3 separate regions of the Mus musculus genome follow, and regions 1 and 3 are each linked to region 2. The links are chromatin contacts, called in public HiChIP or PLAC-seq maps. All regions are on one chromosome and are shown on one strand. Each heading gives the region's core, a stretch centred on a gene start, on an enhancer-like site or on the middle of the called end of the contact. The rest is flanking DNA. Distances are from core to core; before and after follow the strand shown. Region 1 overlaps 6430548M08Rik (RIKEN cDNA 6430548M08 gene). Region 2 overlaps Gse1 (genetic suppressor element 1, coiled-coil protein). Region 3 holds the start of Zdhhc7 (zinc finger, DHHC domain containing 7).

What was found. HiChIP or PLAC-seq counts read pairs in DNA pulled down with a chosen protein or histone mark.
Region 1: an H3K4me3 HiChIP or PLAC-seq map of bone marrow-derived macrophages shows a contact between it and region 2, with 5 times the contacts expected there. The contact joins two enhancer-like sites. A contact is called at or near these places in 1 of 115 datasets of contacts at active chromatin or transcription factors (bone marrow-derived macrophages) and 1 of 9 other capture datasets (liver).
Region 3: an H3K4me3 HiChIP or PLAC-seq map of bone marrow-derived macrophages shows a contact between it and region 2, with 5 times the contacts expected there. The contact joins the promoter of Zdhhc7 here to the enhancer-like site in region 2. A contact is called at or near these places in 2 of 115 datasets of contacts at active chromatin or transcription factors (bone marrow-derived macrophages and embryonic stem cells) and 1 of 9 other capture datasets (liver).

Annotation. Positions count from the first base shown.
Region 1 is chr8:120,128,813-120,133,460 of GRCm38.p6, reverse strand. The region is part of intron 1 of 6430548M08Rik (RIKEN cDNA 6430548M08 gene); the gene reads right to left. Among named protein-coding and RNA genes, the nearest start is that of 6430548M08Rik, 17 kb to the right of the region's middle. Within about 2 kb of position 2,135, at least 27 of the 459 cell types and tissues checked have an H3K27ac peak or open chromatin away from gene starts, as enhancers often do. A contact at or near this core is called in bone marrow-derived macrophages, where this site is marked.
Region 2 is chr8:120,562,629-120,566,864 of GRCm38.p6, reverse strand. It overlaps Gse1 (genetic suppressor element 1, coiled-coil protein), which reads right to left. Exons shown (of 16, transcript NM_001145896.1): 3 at 4,040-4,236; 4 at 325-497. Among named protein-coding and RNA genes, the nearest start is that of Gins2, 24 kb to the left of the region's middle. Within about 2 kb of position 2,869, at least 276 of the 459 cell types and tissues checked have an H3K27ac peak or open chromatin away from gene starts, as enhancers often do. A contact at or near this core is called in bone marrow-derived macrophages and liver, where this site is marked.
Region 3 is chr8:120,100,091-120,104,720 of GRCm38.p6, reverse strand. It overlaps Zdhhc7 (zinc finger, DHHC domain containing 7), which reads left to right and starts at 3,249. Exons shown (of 8, transcript NM_133967.3): 1 at 3,249-3,629.

The sequences.
Region 1 (4,648 bases), core at 886-3,385, 430 kb after region 2:
AAGCATAAAGCTGCGCACATGTAGAGGACATCTGTGTCCCGTGGGAGGAGAGATCAAGCTACTGTCCTAGAGGCAGGAAGCCCTGGCAGACTGCCCCATGTCCTCTGTGGAAAGGCCACTAGTGTCCACCTCCGCCTCCTCAGGACACCTGTCATCTCTGTCAGAGCTGCCCACACAGCTCGCCAGGGACAAAGGCAGAGATGCTGTCATGATTCAGAAGCAACCTCAGGCAGGTACTTGAGCAACTCTGAACCTTCACCACTTCAGTACTGTACACCCTGGCCTTCGAGCCTGTCTCCCTCCCTGACCTTCAAGCCTGTCTCCCTCCCTGATCTTCAAGCCTGTCTCCCTCCCTGACCTTCAAGTCTATCTCCCTCTCCTCATCTTCAAGCCTGTCTCCCTCCCTGATATTCAAGCCTGTCTCCCTCCCTGATCTTCAAGCCTGTCTCCCTCCCTGACCTTCAATTCTATCTCCCTCTCCTCATCTTCAAGCTTGTCTCCCTCTCCTCATCTTCAAGCCTGTCTCCCTCCCTGACCTTCAAGCCTGTCTCCCTCTCCTAGTTTGCCTCTCCCTCTGGCTAAATCCCTAGCTATGTGGAAGCCTGCTCCACCACATGCAGAAATCTCAAGCTGACAGTGTTCTACCTGGGGGCCTTCTGCAGGTCACTGGTATCCTCTGACCCCCTCATGTCATCGCGCCTATCTGCTTGGTCTATTTTAGGGCAATAACCTAAACGTGCAACAAAGATGGGAAAACAACCAAAGGGTGCAATAAAAATGCTGTGTAAATATTCTTACATTAATTCTGTCACTTCACTGAAATCTGAGGGCAACACTGACAGCAGGGCATTGAGGAAAATGTTATGTTCAATGAAAACAAGACCAGAACTCAAAGGGCTCAAAGGGGACTATGGCCCCTGGGAAGCCTGGCTGCCTTTGTAGGTTGCCGTAGGGATCAAATGGGTGATGGAGGCGGCCTGTCCAAGAGCTACTACTCAGCAGCATCTTAATGCTAGGTGTCGTAAGGGACTGAACACAGTCCTTCAGAGCATTTTTTTTTAATCCAGTGAGAATCATTATTGCAATAAAATTCGGGCCCCCATCTTGAGATAGGGTTTTATGTAGCTCAGGCTAGACTTAAGCTCACTATGCAGCCCAGGATGACCTTGAACTTTTGAACTTACTGTCTCCACCTCTGGAATGCTGGGAATATAGATATGTCCCACCACACTCAGTTTATGTGGTGCTGGGAGCTGACCCCAGGGCTTTGAACCTGCTGGGCAAGCATTCTACCCACTGAGCTACATGCCCAGCCCTTGTTTTTGGTCGTTTCTTGGGTGTCTACTATTTTTTGTTTTAAAGTGAGATTTCACTTTGTAATCAAGGTGGGCCTAGCTACTCAGTACATATCTCAGGCCAACCTCAAAGGAACTATCTTTCCTTTTACCTCATAGAGAATATAAATGTGAATCATCACACCCAACTTTAGCTTTGCTTTTTGAAAATTAAAAAGTAAAAAACAAACAAAGGATGAAAGAGCGCAGGCAGGTACAAGCACACTGAGAACTTTCATTATTGCTATTGTTGAGACAGGATCTCACTCTGCAGCTTACGTTGGCCTGGAAACCACCTGCCTCACCTTCTCCAGTGATGGTGAGGTACTGGTTTCTTTATAGAGCTAGATTGGCCTCTGCACAGGAGGCCACATGCACAGTGACCATCTGGATGCAAACACCCACCACCTTGCGTTCAAGCCTCCACTCTCAGAAGCCTTTCCCGACATCTCCTCCTGAAACTGTCTAATGTAGGCTGCCTGTGGCTGACCTGAGATATGTGATGCCTTGGAATATGTACATGTTCCATATGTGCCTTACATGAACTGCCCAAAGGTAACTAACTGTACACAGTATTTCTGTGTGCCCGTGCTTGACTTGGACCCTCACATGAGATCTGCCATCGTATCTCATTGGTGCCACGGGGTTTAGGACTCCTTTGCTGTCACTCACTAGCTTAGCCCAGAAGGCTGCTCACTCACTGAAGACAAAACCAGCTGACTCACAGAGGACTGCAGAGAGCCCCTGAGCAGCAGCACAGCACTTAGCTTTGTCCAACCATCTACCCTGTTCCTCTTTCCCCACATAAGCCACACGGTTCCTGGCCAGACATGCAATGACATCCCTTTTCTTTATTCAGCCCGGGTTCTCTGCTCCACGCCGTGAGGCTGGGGCTTCTAGGATCCCTGTCCATCTGGGCAAGTGCCTGGTCACCTGCCTCACCACAAATGTGGCTCTGATAACCGCAGAGAATGCAGACTGGTACCTCTGAAAATCTAATGCTGGCCGATAGGTGAGAGAAGAGATCAATATGTGACTACCACCAGAGTGGCAGGAGGCTGTCATTTCTGCCCCTGCTGTCCTCATCCTGGACTAAATATAGTGCAATACCTGGAAGAAGCATGAGGGAGAGATGGGTCTAGCCACCCAGTCCTGGCTTGGGGAAGAAGTAAGGTGACTTGCTTTCCAGACCGAGAGCCAGATCCCCAAGGTGTCCCTGCCGCCTTGTCTCTATCTTCTTCTCTCCAGTGGTCCAGTCCCCAGGCCATTCCTCATAGACAGCCTGTGTCCAGGTCCCTCATCCCTGAGGGAGGAAAGCCCCCTTTCAGTTAGAAAAGTCTAAATGGCCTGGGCGTGGTGGCACATGCCTTTAATCCCAGCTCTCAGGAGGTAGAGGCAGGTGGATTTCTGAGTTCGAGGCCAGCCTGATCTACAGAGTGAGGTCCAGGACAGCCAGAGCTATACAGAGAAACCCTGTCTCAAAAAAAAAAAAAAAAAAAAAAAACCAAACAAACAAAAAGAAAAGTCTAACTGGGTGGAAAGCCCACTGTTTCCCCTCTAGGTCTACTGGGACAAGCAAGTAAACGCAAAGACAGGAAAGCACACGGAAGCCTGCTAAGGCCCTGACTGTGGGGCTGAAGGACAGCAGAGGAGAGGACAGCTCAGAGGCCTCCCTTTATCTGTGCTGTCCTTGTTGCCCTCAGTCAACCGCAGTCTGAAAACATGAACCTGAAATGTCAGGAGTAAAATTCCTGTTTGACATACTCTTCCATCTGCTTGAGAGATCCAACATAAACATACTGTCTCTGCTACCCATTCGACGGCACTTGATAGCCATGTTGGTTATCAGATCCACTGTGCCAGGACCCAGTCTTGTGTCTCAATAGCTTTTATTTTATTTAATAATGGCCTCAAAGTGAGAAAGGTGATATGCTGGCCTAATGTCTGCTGAAGCCAAGATACCAACACTCCCTGAGAGTCTTAAACACGACTCACTCAGAGTCTTAGAAATTGACACAGGGAACACCCAGGGTTAATCCAAAATTATCCAGCACACAAAGAACCAGGCAAGTCCTTAGGAGTGAGAGTGCTCAGGCCACCTGAAAGGGCACCACGACTGGAATCAGCTGACAGAGGGTTCTGAATGGCGATTAGTAAAAACTACTCCAGGAAGCAAAGCAGGGTGGTCCAGAAGGAAAAACTTAAAAGTCTCAGGGGGAGAAGAAGATAAAGGGAAATCAAACAGAACTTGTAGAATGGAGAATAAAAAGCTCACTGGAGAGGCTTGGCAGCAGAACAGGGCAACACAGCAGACTCAGTGAACACCAAAAGGTCAGCGAGCACCTGACCCAGCAACAGAGAAGACAAGGAAATGAGCTGAGCCTGCCTGCAGCCAAGGGACAGCATCAAAGGGTCCAATGTGTGTGTGCTGCAAGGGAAGGCAGCATGAAACAGAGAGGGAAAAAACCCTGAAGCTATGGCCGACAAAGAACAAAGCCCACAGAGCCAAAAGCTGACTAATTTGAGAGACTCCATTTCACACCCCCTTACACACACACACACACACACACGCCATACACGCATCACACGCATACAATCCAACAGTCAGGGAGGACATGTCAAGGAGCATGAAAGCACAGGTATCCAGATGGAAGTATCATACAGTGGCGCATGCCTATGGTTAGCACTTGGGAGGTACAGGCAGGGAGATCAGAAGTTCAAGGGCATCCTCAGCCACATGCTGAGTCTAAGGATGTGAGACCCTGTTTCCAAAAATCCAAAGAGGGGAAAAGAAACAGCCCTGGTGTGCAGTGAGCAGACTTTAGAGAAAGTCATTTCCCTCTTACCATCCTTGCCTTGGGCATCAAGTCACTCACCTCTCTGGATGGATGGTGGCCTTGGGCATCAGGTTGCTGTGTCCTGTGCCAGACTTCACCTCTGCAGAATTACATTCATCCATTCTGTCTCTGTCCCTCTCTCTGTGTGGCTCTGTGTCTGTCTGTCTCTCTGTCTCTCTCTCTGTCTCTCTGTGTGGTCTACATGTGTACTATGTGTGTGTGCAGGTGCCTTTGGAGACCAGAAGAGGGCATCAGATTCCTTGGAACTGGAGTGACAGGTGGGTGTGAGCTGCCCCACACGGGTGCTGGGAACTGAACTGCAGTCCTCTGTAAAGCACCAGATGCTCTTAACCACTGAGCTGTTTCTACAGCCACAAGGATTAATGTTTTCTCTCTTCTGTTTTGTTCATGGCCCTATCTGAGAAGCATGATGGATGTGCTTACCCCACAGAACAAATCATCTGTACACATCTCTGG
Region 2 (4,236 bases), core at 1,620-4,119:
CTGCCTCTCAGTGAGGTACAGCCTGGCATGAAGCCCAGACTGCACAGATGGGAAGCTGCCTGTCCCTCAAGGTCCCCACGAGTGGATAGAGATGCTGGAGGGGCTCTCTGTTCCCCAGACCCAGAGGATGGGCTTAAATGTGTTTAGGACACCTGATAAGTCTGTCTCAACAAAGGCTGGACCACAAGGTCAGATGGGGCCAAGGACCTCAGGGCAGATCAGGCCACTGAGACTAATGGCATTCTATCTACCTCTGCCAGTGCAAACTCTCAGGTCTGTCTGGAGCCACCCCTGTGCCTTCCCTGACCCCAGGCTGGCACTTACTTGAGTGGTTGGAAGCGGGAGTCCTGTACAACTGAGCCGGGGGAAAGGCCAAAGGGGTACGGGGTGCTGAGTAGGTGGGAGGGGATGGCGGGGCCCGCAGCCTTTTCCTGGGCGAGAGGTGGCTCCACCAATAGGCGCTCCCGACCACTGCTGCTGCCTCGTGAGCCAGAGTCCTGCGGGAAGAAGAGTTAGGTTTTGGGGAGCCATATTCTAGAAACATCCTCCCCCTAATTTTTTTTTTTAATCAAAGAAAGCATAAAAGGGGTATTTAGGGAGAAAGCCTCCTATGAGCAGGTCTGGACCAAGGTCTACAGGGTCTGGCTCAGCTCTAGAAGGAACTCAACAATGTCAGGGAAGCCTTAGACACCAGACTGCTGAATCCCAAGATGAGGCATGTGAGGGCATCTGCAGGGTAGGAACTCCCACCTCCTATAGGCAAAACAGGGTGGTCATAGAGTCAGGACACACACACACCCTGGGGACCTGCACCTCAGGACAGAGCTGCTCCCTAGATTCCAGCAGTGCCCGTAGCTATGTGGACACTGCTGGCAGCTGATATGGACCTACGTGGGGGACCCTTGCACATATTTAGGCTTTGAGACCCCAGGAGAGGCTCCCTTCAGGCAGGAAGTGAGAGGCGGCAGTTGAGTTGGGCTGGGCTGGGCTGGGCTGGGGAGACCCCGCCTCACGGACTGATTTTCTGTATAAACAGTCACAGCAGCACCACACAGCCTGGAGAAACCAGACCCAACAGCCCTGCATGCCTGTCACCTGTGACTAGGGAGGAATCCTCAGGGCAAGGCAGAGAGGCAAAGTCAGGGAGCCACGGAGCAGAGGGGAGACTGAGGGCCAGGAGCCTCCTGGTACAACTTTGAGGCCCTTCCCTCACTACTGCAGGAGAAGCCCAACACAAGGCAGACAGTGGCACTCACTAGGGACACGAGGTCCTCTGGATGATATGGCTGAACCCATGGTGTGACTGAAAGGCTCATGGTAGCCAGCATAGTAACACTGATTGTCTCTGGATACAGGCCTGCCAGCCATTCTACCGGCTCCTTGTGGTTATCCCCAGGGTCAGCAGCTAGCATCACCAGAGCATATGTAAGCCCCGAGGGGAGGGGTCGTGGCTGTACCACCACTTAACCCTGTGTGTGCAGAGTGAGGACAGCTTAGCACCGTACCTCCCCGCCTCCATTCTCACAGAGTCTACCACAAGCCCTCCTGCTCCCCACAGACAGCCAGCCACGATTAATTGAGGGAGACAGGCTGCTGATTGAATTTTTAATGAGCAGCAACATCTGTTTCCTTCCCTGGGTGCAGCAGCAGGCTGTCTCTGTTCCCTTGTGGGGTCCTCATGGGTTCATGACCTCTGACCTGCCCTCCTCAGGAGAAACATTCACACAGTACCGTATAGGTGTGTATGGCAGGGTGCGGGTGGGGTGGGGGCACATATCCCACTCACACCAGGACAAACAAGGAGACTAGAAAAATGGCCATCAGGCTGGGCAGTGGTGGCACATGCCTTTAATCCCAGCACTACAGAGTGAGTTCTAGGACAGCCAGGCTACACAGAGAAATCCTGTCTCCAAAAAAAAAAAAAACCAAAAACCAAAAAACAAAAAACAAAAAATAGCCCCAAAGATGAAAAAAGAGAAAAAAAAGAGAAAAGAAAAAATGGTCATCAGGCCAATTGGGGGGGTGGGGGGAAGGGGGGTTTGCACACTGCTGCCCTCCTCAGGCCTGTGGCCTCTCTGACTAGAACCTGGCTAACCAGGCCATCTGTGGGGCAGGGTGCTGCCTGGGTGACAAGGACAGAAAAAGCCCCGGCATGGTGGCTGCCCCAGGGCACCCTCCTGGCAGCAGCTGTGGCAGACAAGATATGTCTGCAGAGCTGCTCCAAGACACAGCTGCATCCATGAAAGGCAGCGGCTGGGAAGGAGAGAACTCTCATTCTCCAGTGATTAGAGTGAGGTCTCCACAGCTGGTCAAGTGGGATGAGCCCGTTAGTTTCCAGACTGTTCTTCATTCATCTCTCACGCGGCTTCCACTGCCTGGTCACCCTGGAGCCACACACCCCCTTGACTTCCAACCAGTGGATGTTGCCTCCAGAGGCCCCTAGTGACTCATGGCCACACTACAGGGAGAGCGCATCCCCCGCCCTCCTGGAAAGGATTAAACTCTCTGCTGAGCTCTGAGCATCATCCACTGTGTGTGTGCTTGGCGGTGGCGGTGGCGGTGGCGGTGGCGGTCTCCCTGGTGGCGAGCAGGTCTTGTTAACCACAGCGTGAACTGCTGGAGCAGAGCCATCAGAGCCCTTCTCCGGGTTACTAAATGTTTCTGAGGCAGTAAGGATCCTCTGAGGATAGTGACAGGCTCCGGGCAGAGGAGTCACGAGGCAGAGGCACTTGGAACCTCCTAGTTCTCCAAGGGGACAATACATGAAGTGTCTTGGACCTGGGCCAGGGGCTCCAGTCAGCAGAAGCTCCGGGGCCCAAGGCAGGAACAGGAAGTGACCCTCCCACCAGCTTCTCTCTCAGGAGCAAAGCCAGTCACCAGGCAAGCTGGTTACCCAGGGAAGGGAAGCTCTATGGGGGTTTTTATCAGCTGACTCATTGTCTGAGGTCAAAGCTGCGCTCTGGCAGGAGTCCACAGACAGGAGATGGTTGGCGGTGGCAACTTCTCTGACTTCTCTTAAGCCAGGACAGGGTGGGTCTAGGCTGCTCTGAGCTGAGATTCGATGACAGGATCGCTCAGACAGGTTTCCCAGGGTTAAGTGTGACTTCAGCCACAGGAGGAATGGGCCAAGGCTGGCCCCCACGCTTCAGTCAGGAGCCTGATGGATGCTCCAAGCACTTTACTGGGGACACCAATCAGACCTGAAGGGCAGATGAAACTCACACTCTTGCCTATCCTGCCCTGCCCCAGCGGGGAGAGGTGCTCTCCTTCCCCTCCCCCTCCATCTCTGTGGTTTAATTAGTACTTCCTAGCAGTACAAACCCTCTGGGAATGGGGCTGGAGAATCCCGGGAAAGCCACAGCTGACAGCGGTTCTTAATTAGCAAGGCCCCCTCTAGGCGCCAGGCTGCCAGGCCGCCGGGAGGCCCAGCAGTACAGGGGAAGCTCTGGGGCTGGCTCCTCCACTGCAGTTAGGTTATGGCCAGCTAGAGACTGCAGACACAAGGACCCCGGTGCTGGCTGGCATCAGGGACCATCAGAGTTAGCCTACAGTCCCGCCCCTACTCCTCCAAAGCAGTCACAGCTATTGTCTAGCCAAAGATCCAAGGCACTCTATGGTTGTTGTCTGTCTCAACCTGGTGCCTCTGGGTATGTAGACCCCTAAAGAAGTGATTGCCGTCCAGGCCACCAGAGGACACAATAAGACACCACTGTGTAAAGGGGCAGGGCCTTGGCGACCCCCTCCCTCCCCAGGCTTAGGGAGGCTCTGGCCTCCTAAAGCAAGCAACGATGAATTTGTGGTACTCTGTCACAAGTCTGATGTAAGGGTTGCCTTAATCCTAGCATCTTCCAGTACCGGGTGCGTATCAAGCTCACCTAGCAGAAGAGTCTGAGGACCAGGGTGAGAGGTCAACCTCGCCCCCAACTCAAGTTCTCAACAGAGCTGTGGACAGAAAACAGCCTGCAGGAACACCCCCACATACCCCGCCTCCATCCCCATTACCCCCACCACGCCCACACCTCTGGGCGGCGCCACTCACCTGGCGGCTCTCGCTTCTCCAGACTCCATTGACGGTTTTAGTGGGGGCAATAGTGACCACTGGGGGAGTGCTGGGGACACTGTGACCCCCGGGGGGGACGATGATGGGGCCCATGGGCACTCGTTTGGGCGTGCTAGCTGGAGAGCTATGGTTGGTGGCTGGAGAGGACACTGGAGATGACTCGCTGCTCAGTGAGG
Region 3 (4,630 bases), core at 2,000-4,499, 460 kb after region 2:
AGCAACAGGCCTGTCTGCGACACCTTTTTGGTTTGTGGTTCTGTAAAGTTCTCTCTCAGATTGCTAGTGCAAAGATTCTTATCACATTTGTTTCATGTTTTGTGGCTTTTCTTGAGATAAGGTTTCACTCTGTAGCACAGGCTAGACTTAAATTAACAGCGATCTTCCTGCATTAGCCTCCTAAGTGTTGGGATTATGTTAGCCACACCACCAGTTACAAATGATTCTTGTCCACAGACATCAGACACGCAGATGGATCTGTCATATACAAGTTTAGTGGACCTCTCCGTCCCCTGAAAGTCAGATTTGTATTTATTAAAGGCAAATCATCTCAGCATTCCTGACTAAGGATTTCTGTGTCTGTCTTCTGGATTCATCTCTGAGCGCCCTGAATGCTGGCATGCACTCACATCACGTTGTACAGAACCTGACACTGCCTTTGTAGAAAGAGACGCTTCTCGCCTTGCTCTTTGAAAACACACTCTGCTTACAGTGGCTATGCAGCCTTGGTATTAGAGAAACAAAACCTTCCTTCCTGACTACAAACAAAAAAGCCTGGCCACAAGCTAGGGGTCCTGGAGTCAAAGCTACCAGGATGGCAGGCTGCTGGCATGGCTTTTCTTGGAGAGACATGAACAAGTATCTGCCCACTCTAGATAGCACACCAACGAAAGACCAAAGACATCGTTTCGTGTGAGCGGTTGTGGGATACAGCCCAACAGCTGGCAGCAGCCTGAGGAATTCCCTTCCTGCTCCGGGATCTCAACAGAAGGATCGTAGACTTGGCTGTAGGAAGGAATTCAGGATGAACCGAACAGAAGCAAAGCTAGTGACTTTATTAAGTATGGAGACAGTCACAGAGGAGAAGGATAATACAGTCTCATGATGGGTGTGTGGGCTTTTTCCAGGAAGTCGTACTTAGCTGTCTTCACAATGGCCGCACATAGCAACCTACAGCCTGTTAAGTCACATTCTTCAAAAGATGCAGTTTATAAGCTTTCAAGAGTAATCAAAGCTTAACATTTTGTAAAGGAGGATGGCCTTGAACTTCTGATCTTCCCACCTTCACTTTCCAAGCGTTGAAACTACAAGCATGAGTTATCATGACCACTACCAAGGTTATTCAGTACAGGGGATGGAACCCCAGGCTTCATGGTAAGTCTGAGGCTAACCCGGGCTATATGAGATCCTGCCTCAAAATAACTAATTACATAAGTTAATGTTAAGTAAAATACATGAGCTGGTAACTTAAAAAAATTTTTTTAATTTTATGTATATGAGTGTTTTGCACACATGTATGTATGTATGTATGTATGAATGTGCAGCATGCGCCTCCAAGGTCAGAGGAGGGCATCATGTCCCCTGGAACTGTAGCTCAGATAGTTGTGAGCTATTGTGTGAGTATTGGGAACCATACATGGGTCCTCTGCAAAAGCAGCAAGTGCTATTAATTACAGAGCCACCTCTCCAGCCATCTCCAAGTCAAGCTTATATTTTATTCTTGTGTGTGTGTGTATGTGTGTGTGTGTGCATTTGTATGTCTGCCTGGGTACTCCAAGGCCAGAGGTCCTCAAGGGATGGGGGATTTTTCAAGACAGGGTCTCTTGCTGAGTAAGGTGCTTTTATTATTTAGCTAAGCTAGATCCGCACAAACAATCTGACCGTGAGTGTGCACAATTTATTTCCTGTTTTTAACATCCTGTTTGTGTTGTCTTGAGGAAAACACACTGTCTCTGGAGGCAATACTGCCTTTATCAATCTTGCTGGTTTCTTAACTCTCAGCGAGCAAGAAAGGTCAGGGTGAGGGCTTTTTTCTGTTCCCAGGGTCCTTGAAGTCCCTGTCTTTCTATTCTGCCTCAATTCCATTCAGGTCCGCCTCAGTGAACTGCTAAGCTCATCGGGGTTACCTACAAGTGCATGGCTATTTAGAGGTGTATGGGTAACTGAGGCATTGCCAACACTGAGAAGTCCACCCTAGCATGGGAAAACATGCTCATGACACAGCCTGCAAGGCTCCAGAAAGTCTCCTCTAACCAGCAACAGTGTACTCCTTACATGATCCACAAGACCTCCCGGGTCTTATGGGTGTCCTGAGCCCCGCTTTCCATCCTGAGGAAATAGCTACCTAGGGCAGGCCAAACAAGAGGCACCTGAAAGGTTGGTACCATAGTGAGTATATGGATGCACAAGACGTAACCACAAAAGGGGCTACAGAGCCTGCGAGTCTGCTTAGAGGTGGTCCTTCCAGAAAACCTAGGTTTGGTTTCTTAGCACCCATAAGCCAACTCAAAACTGCTTACGCCAGTTCCAGGGTATCTAAATGCCCTCCTCGAGCATGCACGTGGTACACAGATATATATATGCGGGCAGAACACCCACAGACATAAGAATTAAAGAAAGAATTAAATAAGATTAAAAAGATGTAACCATAATTTTTCAAACCCAAAAGATGCTTTTTTTTTTTTCAAGATGGCATTACTATATAGTCTAGAGTGGTCTCGAACTCCGAATCCTCCTGCCTCAGCCTCCTGAGTGCTGGGACTTAGGCGTGCACTTCCATGCCTAAACTTAAAAGCTGTAATTTTGGAGCAGTTAATCTAATGCACCCTTATTTCCAAAAATCTGGCTCGAATAGCAGTTTCTGGGCGCGGGGACAGGAAACCCAGCGAAGATGGCGTGCGTACCCCAATGGGCTAGATCCCGGAGCTGTCATTATAGCCCTTTTTAGTATCACAGCACACCTTGCGTTTGCCAGTTTAACTACCAAACACTTCTCTGCCCTGGACAAATTGTGCTAAGTCTGTCAGGGGACTCAAGAGGCAGGGGACGGGTGAAGGTTATAAAAACACTCGTTTCTACCTCCGCAAAACTCTGGCCGGTCATCAGGAAGGGGTCGCAGCGACGCTCCAGCGACCTGGGCATGGAGGTGTGCAAGCCTGGACCCAGGAGTCCCATCTCCGGTCCAGGGCGCTGCCTCGGGCTCCCAAACGCCCTCTGGCTCAGTTGCTTCCACCCCCGCGCCTCTATCCTTCATCTCCGTAGTTCTCCCTCCTCCACCTGGCACCGACATCCTTAAAAAGAGAATCGGAGTCGCCACAAACTTCATCTATGTATGGTGCGGCGGGAAGCCTTATCGAGTGCTCTCGAACGGCAACGCGGCGTGGCCCTCGCGGCGCCCCGTAGGCACTGATTTCTCTTCCGGGCCACCCTTCCCGGGGGATCTCCGTTTAGTAGTCTTGCCGTAGATGCTGCTGCCTCTCCTCCAAGAACCGCCGAGTTCTTGGAAGCCCGGTCTTGGATGAAATCGCCAGAGCCTCCCCGCGATCCGCCTCCCGGAAGCCCCGGGCGGCGCGACCGGAAGGACGCAGGCGCAGCGTCTTGACCTCGGCCTGGTCCAGTTCCGGGGTCGTTCGGCTCGGCTGTGCCAGTTCGGCGTCGGGCTCCCGCTTCTGCTGGGGCTGCTGCCTCTCGCCCACCGGCCCGGCCGGCCCGAGCAGCGCGGAACCGAGCCGGATCCGGGTCCACCCGGCCCGGCCATGAGCGCTGCCGCATGATGCGTCGCCGCCCGCGCCGTTGCAGCCGCCGGCCACCAGGAGCCTCAGCACTGGGCGACCCCGCCCGGGCCTCGGGTGAGTGCGGGGAGAGCGGCGGCCGCGACCCCGGGCGGCTCCCCGCCGCCTCCGCGCTGCGGTCCCCTCGGGGGCTCTCCAGTCTCCTCTGCGGACCCCGCAGGATCGAGCCCCATTTGCACCTGCAGCCTTTTGCCTGACCTTGGGCGCTCCAGAGCTAACGTCAGGGTGGCTGTCATAAAGTGCTGTCACCGGTCTGCGAGCTGTCAAGTTTTTTTATGGTCATGCTTCGTCGCAGGTCTGTCTTCCCAAGGCCTCTGTTGTCTCTCTTTAGCGGGACTCTTCTGTTCTTTGCCGGTCTCCCTTCTCTTCCCCCCTGCCCCTGGCCATGGTGTTAGGAGGGTAGTTACCCGGAAGGGCATCTGGGATAATCGGGTCAGCTTTCAGGGCAATAAGGTTCAACTCTATTGAGCTGTCATTATTTCTAGAACTAAGTCCCTTCTAGCTATTAAATAGGCACATTTTATTAGCTCGTGAACAGCCAGTTTATTGTGGCAATTAAATTGGAGTAGTCATAGTTGCAGCAGTCTGCACTGTAGCGGCTTTCACTGGTGTGTGTGGCGCTGTCCAAATCCAAGCTACAGTCTGCTTTGCAATCAGTCCCCTTAGTGAGGGAGTACACTTGTGTTTATTTTACTGCCTTGGGAGAGAGGTCATTTATATTTCTTGGTAAATCTGCCCAGCACACCACTCTGATCTTTCCAAAGTTGTTTATAACTTTCACTTAATTCATGCTACATTTAGAAACAACAACAAAAAAAGATACCTTGTGATACTTGCCCCTGCAGAAGTGGTTAAAGAGAAAGGTTCTTGGAGGTATTTTACAAAATGGGCTAATGGGAGTGTTAATTTCATTTTTTGAACGTTGCACAAAATAGACAGGTTGGGGGTGTTGAAACTGTGTTGTGTACTCTGTGGAGTTACTGGTAAGGAGTTACTGGCTTCTGGGCTGAGAGTGGGAAAAAGTGAAGAGATAATTTCACTCAGAATTTGTTCAACAG